Linked DNA regions of Anas platyrhynchos: region 1 is linked to region 2. Evidence: chromatin contacts called from public Hi-C data. All regions are on one chromosome and are shown on one strand. Each heading gives the region's core, a stretch centred on a gene start, on an enhancer-like site or on the middle of the called end of the contact. The rest is flanking DNA. Distances are from core to core; before and after follow the strand shown.

Region 1 (4,557 bases), core at 1,961-4,460, 47 kb before region 2:
ATAACTTTATCATGTGAGTAGTTAAATGGGATGTTGGAGGATCAGGGTCAGAACTGGAACATTCAACAGATTCCAGCTTGGGCTATATCTATCAAGGATACAACAGAAATAAGGTAAGAGTTAAAGTGGCTTCTAATCAAACCTCATTCTTTGGAACATGCAGTATTGGAGGACTTAGTTAAGCTTAAGTTCAGCCACAACTATTCAGTCCTATCAGCTTCAAAGGGTTTTAATCAGCATGCAAAGCTAAGTACATCTGTGAGAGATAGGGACCTGGGTCATGGCAGTCTTACTTCTGACACAAGTATTCTGCTGTGACACAATGCCTGTTTTAACATTTTCCCCCTCTGTTTCTAGGTCTCCCTTTTTTTAAATCTTCATCCTTCAAATCATCAAGCAGGAGACATCAGCTGACACACTTTTCTTCTCTTTCTGCTTTGAAATCCCCTCTTGATACCTCAAAGTGCAAATACTGTGAGGATTTTACCTGCAGCAACAATTAAGAAGATGTTAGAAACAGGAGAGCTGAAAGATAGAAACTACTCTTTAATTTAAAAGTTAAGAAATGGGTGTTTATAGCCCTCAGCTGAGCTAGACTACCCTGCCCTTGACATCTCAAAATTTTTAGTTCTGGCTTTGGCCTCTTACATTCTGTGTAAAGCACTGGAAGTTTAATTTGAGGGAAAAGAGTTGTATTTCTTGAACAAGTTTTGTATGACTTTGCAGGGGGAAGAAGAAACTGAGTAGTAGAAGAGGTGTCCAAACAAAATAAATTCTAAAAACACAGGCAGGCTATAGGTGTGTTAGGTGAGAATATTTTCTTGGTTGCTGCTACGTTTGATGTTACATAATTAAAAAAGATTATCTAATTCTCTATGGGCGTATCCAGCTAGGGATCTGCTACAGCTCTACTGTGTTTAGTTTGGCTTTTGTCATTAGGAAGTCTTTGTTCTGCAGCTTTCACGTCTTCCTTCACAGAGGTAAAATAAGGTAACATTTTAGGAATAAACATGTACAGAAAAGTGAAAAATGTCCAAGAAATCTAAGAGGAGAAAATCTACTATTTGAACCTGGCATCTGGTTTGCTCAGTTTATACATGAGAAACAAAGGCTAGTTATTGCATACATTTTTACTTTTCGATTATGAAGAAAACAAGACCAGAAAACAAAACAAAACACTGAAATAGCATTTAGTGCTATTTTTGTAGGTCAATGTACAATGAAAATTGAGATACAGTTGGAAGAAACACCAGGCAAGACTGGAGTGTGATTTTTTTGTTGTTGTTGTTGTTCATAAATTCCTACCTATACAAAAATTAAGTGTAAATATTAAGTGTAAAAATTAAGTGTAAAAATTGTTCATTTTTAACTGTTGCATAATGGTAAACTCCTTTTTTATAGGCTGCAGTGATTTGAAGCCTGTAAAAGTGACATTAGGAAATGCAAACCACTTTACAACAGCATGTCCCTGTAATCAGAGGGTAGCTTCTGCAGCAAATTCACAGCTAGAGCTGTCTTCTGTGTTTGTATATTGATTTCACCACTGGTAAATAAAAAGAATTTGTGTGTGTCCCCCCCCCTCCCCCCTTACAGATGTCTGCTTCAAAATTCAAGGTTTTGAAGAAACCTTCACTTGAAAGCCATTTTAAATATTAAGCATCAATAACATTAATCTTGAAAAAAATAATAATAAATTAACAATCATGATACTCATGATATTGTGAAATCTAGTGTTAAGATCTAGAGAAAAATGAAGTGATACATGACATTTTAAAAGTTTGTATTTACACACACTGCTTATTTAATTTAATCATGGTATGTCAACTAGGCCCATCCAACAATTTTAGCATGCATGATAAAAGGGATCTTTTATCAAAAGGAATTAAGGTAAGACAAGCAGGCTAAAAAACAGACTCCTGAGAGATCAAAAGGAAAAATAAAGCAATTTGCTTGCCTGAAGGACAGGGAAAGCCCCATTTAACTAAACTCCCAGAAGGAAAGGTAGCATGTACATAGCCTGAGAAATTCCATCAATGGCACAATTTATCCTCTTGATGTCATTGAATGGTTAATGACTGTAGATACACGTAAGAATGATCAGCCACATTCTGTTCTTAGCTGTAGCCATGCAACCCAGATGTGAGCAACCAGAGCTTAACCGGTGGTTGTTTTTTTAGATCATTTACTTCAAACGTTCATTTATGTGCGTATAAATGATGGTGGTTTGTGTCCCATATTTCTTCTGCTGCTGCATCCCAAGCCGTTCCTGTAAGGCAGATTCAAGGTACTGTGGAGATGAAAATGATGGGTACAGTGGGGATTTTAAATGGACTCCCTGCTTCCCTGAAGACATGCTGCAAACACAAGCCGTAACTGCCCACCCAGGTTGAACAGGCTGTGGTCCAGACCTGTCCTCACACATAGCCTCCATTCACTGCAGCTGGATTTCACAAGAGCGACTAAGGGCAGAGCGCAGCCGTTGTGTTTCAAAACATTTGCAGAATGATTGGACATAATTCTTTGAAGAGGATTTAATTTTCTTAATGGGTTTGAGTAAACCATCAGCCTCCACAGCTGCATGGGGAATACTTCAGGAGACTTCACGCGGCATACTTCAGCAAAGCAAAAGTGCACAAAGTCATACCTGTTGGACACAACATCTCAGAACAGAGCTGTTCCTCTCAGATTTCTACTGCACAGTATATTTTAAAAATATTGAACTAACCAATCTCAATGACTGATTTTACTGTACTAGAGACTAGAATTTTTTCCTCAACAGTATAGTTAATATTCCTTCTCACATAAGCATTTTAATATAAATATACATATGAAAGTGCCTTCATCCCTGAAGCCAAATGAAGGTGTTCTTTTGAAAGCGGAAAAGTTAAAACTGTAAGCAGATGTCTCTGAAGCCAGCTTGCTTTCAGTGCTCATTCAGCAAATACCTTCTACTTGCTTGCTTTCAGTGGCCAAAGATCTGACTTCTGCGCTCTGAAAAATGCCCGTCATGGTGCCTGGGTGAGTTGCAATGGTCACGAGTCCATCAGTTCTGGAGGCCAAGCTGAGGAAGCTTGAGTTAGCAGTGCCATTCCCCACGTGCCTCTCTCTGCCTGACTCACCTTTCTGACACTTTTCCTGCCCTGACTGGACTGGTCGTACTTGCACTCTGCCCTCTGCTCAGCCTATCTCAGCAAAACCCATGTGTTAAGCAAGCAGCTGTCTGTTGCAATCTCTCAGTGAGAAGCAGGAGGCCCATGGAGACCAAGGGCACTCTCTAGAACAGGGCAAAAAATCTTCCTAAAATGACCAAACCTGTGACCTTGTTATAAAATCTGACTGTCCTGAAAGGATAAGGTTTATTCCTCACTGCCTCCTGTCTGCCAACAAAGAATCTGACCCCTTCAAATCAGCACCAACTTACATGGCAGGGAGCCACAGGAAAGCTAGCACTTCAGGTTAGCGTTCCCTTTCCCCTGCTTTAACCTTTATAATCAAATATCAAAAAGAATGAAAACAAACCACTGCTGCAGTCATTGGCACATTACATTTTCTGTTCTCACCAGCACATTTTATAGGTCACTGTTAGGCCAAGGAAACATAACACAGCGTTCCTTCCCCCCCCCCCTCCCCCCTTCCCCCTCCCAACCCTCCCCTTTTTAAATTTGAAAGCAGGTATCTTCTTCCAAGCTAAATACTTTTAACTACTGGACTTCACAGAAAAAGAAGGTCATAAGCTGACTCATCAATAGCCATAATAAATGTGTAAAAGATCCTGGACATCGGATCATGTAAGTTATATGAATGGCAGGTATGAAAGATGGTCACCACCCAAGAAAACAGATGTATGTGTTCTTAAGGTTTACCATGATTTATGAAGTAATAAACATCTTACAGCAGAGCAAAATGTCCTGGGCCTGATCATCTCACATATTATCACCTACATGTATCTATACACATCTTTTATATACTTGTTTTACACCTCATGCACAGAATGAGCTCTCAACTAAATGAAAGTGGATAAGGGAGACACTTTTATGCCACTTTGTGTGAGGCATAAACATACAACAGCTTACTTTTACAAGGTGACTTGCTATTTTCACTGAAAGAGAGGACAGTAGTTAAAAAATCTAAGAAATAACTGTAAAGATGCCTTTATCCAAACATTTTATATTCCAAGCATTTAAAATACTGAAAAAGTGTCCTTTGTAGTTACTATCTAGCACCACCAGCTGGATGCTCTAAGGAACTAAGACCTAGATTTTTACTGCTTAAAGATGGAAATCCTAGCAAAATGATCTTATGTTCCTGTACACGATTCTTCTCTTGCTGGTAAAGTATCAGCTGTAAATACCTGGCACCAATGGCATGACAGGATGACCTGGCTGAATTTTATTCATTTTGTTCAGCAGCAGCTGTCAAGTGAAACCTTGGATATACCAAAGGATGCCCATCTGTATGTTTTGTACCTCTGGTGGAATCTCATGCCAGTGAATACAACACTTGCCACGATCCTGCATGGAAAGAACCTGTCCATCCCACCTACTCGCACACCCCTAT
Region 2 (4,143 bases), core at 1,122-3,621:
TGTATCAGGCTGGTACTGCTTTTTAATCAAAGTAGTAGTAACAGCTGTTTAGAAGCAACATTCTGATTTCATTCTCCATTGTACTGCTCTTGTCCACCAATTTTCTGTTAGATTGGGCTTCTGTTCAATGTTTTGTTTGCTTACATAACAGAAACATGCAGCAGGTATGAACAGGCATGTTTCTGTACTAATGATTAGCTTTACAGGTCATTTCTAACATAGCAAAAACAGGTAGCTTTGCTTATATTTTCCTTCAGTTTCAAACTAGCCTGAGAAACCAGTTTTCCTACTTAAGATTTGCTGTTCAGACTTAAAACACTTCATACTGTAACAGACCTTTTCAGCATTATTGTTGAGTTTCATGGAACATTCAGCAGATTGACCCCATATTTTTCTGCTAGAAGCTAAAACATTAGTATGTCATGGCTTTAATTATTCTTTAAAAGAACAGTTATTTGCATTATTAACAGTTCCATTAGGAAAAAGTGAGATCACTTCAGTTTTGCACTACAAGCATTCTTGGAACACCTGTGTGTTACCTGTGTAATAAACTCCCCAAGTTTGTTACTCCACTGCTATTTTCATTGCTTTAACTTCTAATAAGACAGCTAAGCTGTGATAGAGATGTAAATTATATGTAGATTAAAGTCTCTCTCCTTCTGTGCCCAATTCTTTCTACTTCAATGACAAACACTGACTTTTTTTGCATACCTTTTAAACTATAGAATCTTAACTTGGTATTACGACTAACAGAAAGGACTAGTCAAGATTGCTTGTGGCAGAAGGGACAGATTGTGCTGCGGTCCACTGCCATCTTGTGTCCCAATATCAAACATATTATGCTATTAAGAATTTGGCTCCAACTGTATGTAGAAATCTCATTTTAACTCTCCAGCTGTCAAGCATGTAATAATCAGATTATAAAATTGTCAGACCCACCATAGATGAACTTATGCACCTAGAATGCTTTCATGTGTGCTTTCATGTGTGGAGAAAAAGAAAAATCGTATTAAGGAACTAACAAAAATAACATGAAAAATGTACTGTATGACCAGGTATTTTTCTTTTTTCAACAGCCACAGTACTACATCTGTGTGTGAACTGTCCTCCAATGAAACCAGAAACAATGAAAAAGAAGATCCCTCGATCATGGATGAGATGCCATTTCTGAGTTTGATACCCAGAGATATTCTATCTGATTATGAAGAGAGCAGTGTCATTCAGGAAGTACGTAAAGAATTAGAAAGTCTGGAGGACCAAGTGGGTTTGAAGTCTGAGCCTGATTCAGCTCATGACCCATTCCTGGGAGATGAGGTATAAAGTCCAAACTCCAGTTTAGTTATTTCTAGATTTTTTTTTTGTCTAGTGTCTTGCTTATATGAACAATACATACTGCTGGATAGAAGTGCAATAAACATCATCTTCATTAAGCATCCTTTTCTGTGCAAACCTGCATGTACAAATTCTTGTTCAATTAATTCCATCTTTGGACAAAACCTTCCAAAGACAAATAAGATATCAGTGTTTCTTTTGGATTAGTACTTTTCCCTAGTACAGTAGAAATAAATATATCAGAACTTGTACTCATTAAAAGACACAAACAAACATACATAATCTTAAATTAATAAGGACTATACAAGCTACCTTTGAGTATTTCCTGCACATATATTTGGATTTATTTTTCTGGAACAAGAACATCTATTTTACGCTGTTTCAGTGGTTTTTTGTTTGTTTGTTTTTGTTTTGTTTTTTGTTTTGTTTTGTTTTGTTTTTCCTATAGGAAATGTGATAGGTGAAGCTGCAACATACAGATTTTATATTCCCCACCACCACCACACACATCTTGGGAGGAAGGATGGAAAGAAAGGCTGCTTACCTTTTTAGATGAATATACCTAGTTTTCAGCTGTGTACAATGGAAGTCATCTGTTCTGCAGCAAACTTCAGTATGACTGAAAAATGGTGTTCCATAGCTACAGAGTATATCCCTTGAGTTTTGTACTTACATAAGGAAGTATGACCCCACTGCATTAGAAAAAGTCTATTTTTCCCATATAAGCATGCACTTATATGCATACAAGAACAAATTGCTTTCTGTATAGGAGCTTTAAACTTGACTGCTCAGGGCTTTATCTCTCAAGGGCAAAATCTATTATTTAAAATTGCAGAAAAAACAGCTAAATGGGCTGAATACAAGGAATATTGATTCCCATTGTACACTAAATATATACATACCAATATATAGAAGAATAGCTCAACTGTAGTTACAAGGCTGTTCCTAAGTTAGAGCTAAATACAGTGCCACTGTGTGTGCTACGAACACACCTTCTTGCGTAAGATCAATTGAGGGTTCTGTACACTGCGCTCTGTTTTCACTTAGTCTTCTTGAGAGATAAAGGCAGCGAACAAACTGATTACTCTGAGCAGTGAGTCAACCTAGATTGCTTCTTGTTCATGTTCAGAGATTTATACTTCTCCCACTTGACTATGTACATTCAGAGAAGATTCTTAAGGTGTTTCATGCTTTTAATACACTTCATAGGTATTACAATCTGTCTGTAACAAAATATGAATATCATCAGTACCATGTTGACAAGTCATTGATATAAGAAATCAGTATCAAGCTAAGAGCAAAATCTAATCCATCAAACGCCCTGGCTCCCAGCTATTTCAGCCATTTGCTTTGATGGCTTTTATACCATTAATGATTTTTGGATGTACAGATTTCACTATCATTGGACATGTTGAAAGATGTCATGAGGCTCCAGACAAATAATTTTTCATGGAGCTTGTTCCCAAATACCATCCCCTGCTGCTTAAGTCTAATCTGAACTGCTGAGCATCAATAACTTAACGAGTTGCAGACTGCACTACTAGCCTTCAAGTCTTTCACCACTTCAGGTCTGTGAAAGCTTTTCAATAAATTCCTTGTGTGGCAGAATTAATGTGAACAAAGATCATTATGGACAAGAAGGTTATTTCATCAGAACAGCCTGGCTTTTAGTTTAAGGATTCTTTCCTACCACCAAGTCTCAATCCAACACATACACATGTTCTCTGACATGGTACCATGAATTTACCTTTCCTTCTATCCCAAGCAAAATTCCAGTGCTTTAGAGACAACCCTTCTATACAATCAGAAGGCATTAAATTTCATTGCGATTTTCCTGTTAAAAACAGTACTTCAAGAAAGCAAGGACTGTCCATAAATACTACCCTATATAAGGATACCATTATAGTCCCTTCAAGTATCCTGATGCCTCAGTCCCTGACTTTATCAGAAATCAGATTAATTCTGCAGAAATCTTACTAATTAGAAACTCAAGGGATTTTTGTTTCTTTAAAATGCACAAATTCATAATTATCAGAATGTAAAGCTGATGCTGCTAAGTATCTCCCCGGATAACCCAGAATATATTCCAATACAAATACACAGAAGGAACTGTGCCACTGGAGAGGTAATCATTATAAAGATGCCTCTCTGTCCTCTATCCAAATTTCAATCAAGACCTACAGGGTTAAAATTTATTTAAAAAAAAAAAAAAAAAAAAAAAAAGTGTTTAACTAAAGTTTCCTAAAAGGGGCTAAAGATGAAGCAATTTTTTGGTATTCTTTAGTTACTACTACTTCTACTTCTTCCAGCAACTCTAAGGATTCCTCAGCAGCCTATACACACATAAGTGGCAGTTCAGTGAAGCTATTCTACCTACTGGGTGGTACTCACACCGTGTTTCCTTCTGCTTCCATCTCATTTGTGTGGGACATGAAGTGTCACAGCTTCAACAGAAAAGGAAGAACAAGGGAATTCCTCTGTGCAGCAGTGCCTGGCTCTCAGGCTGCTGGATTCCTCAGGCTTTTTAGGTTACTGTGCATCAGCAAGCAGAAAACCAGTTCGGTTCTTCAGACTCCTTTTTTTTCTCTCTGGACCAAAACTTAGCTGCCAATCATATCCCAAGCCTAGCAGTTTCACTGGTATGGAATTAAATTCTGAAAAGAAAACAACTGAAAAAAATGCAGTGCGAATATAAATCCGGGGGAACAGCAGACAGGCTACAAATTCCCATAATACTCTGTGTATGGAATGTCCACATATATACACAAATATACAGACTTAAAATTCTGGCATTGCCTTGGAAAAGCCTAT

The links. Hi-C and Micro-C count contacts between places; a contact is called where the count stands out from the background.
Region 1: a contact with region 2 is called in a Hi-C map of F1 follicle, with 2.2 times the contacts expected there. The contact joins two enhancer-like sites. A contact is called at or near these places in 2 of 8 Hi-C or Micro-C datasets (F1 follicle and subcutaneous adipose tissue).

What each region holds. Positions count from the first base shown.
Region 1 is chr5:65,927,159-65,931,715 of IASCAAS_PekinDuck_T2T, reverse strand. It overlaps a transcript of MICAL2 not described here. Among named protein-coding and RNA genes, the nearest start is that of MICAL2, 17 kb to the left of the region's middle. Within about 2 kb of position 3,210, at least 7 of the 8 cell types and tissues checked have an H3K27ac peak or open chromatin away from gene starts, as enhancers often do. A contact at or near this core is called in F1 follicle, where this site is marked.
Region 2 is chr5:65,880,194-65,884,336 of IASCAAS_PekinDuck_T2T, reverse strand. It overlaps USP47 (ubiquitin specific peptidase 47), which reads right to left. Exons shown (of 28, transcript XM_027461215.3): 28 at 3,538-4,143. It overlaps DKK3 (dickkopf WNT signaling pathway inhibitor 3), which reads left to right. Exons shown (of 7, transcript XM_027461217.3): 7 at 1,077-1,435. The coding sequence ends at 1,320. Among named protein-coding and RNA genes, the nearest start is that of DKK3, 28 kb to the left of the region's middle. Within about 2 kb of position 2,371, at least 3 of the 8 cell types and tissues checked have an H3K27ac peak or open chromatin away from gene starts, as enhancers often do. A contact at or near this core is called in F1 follicle, where this site is marked.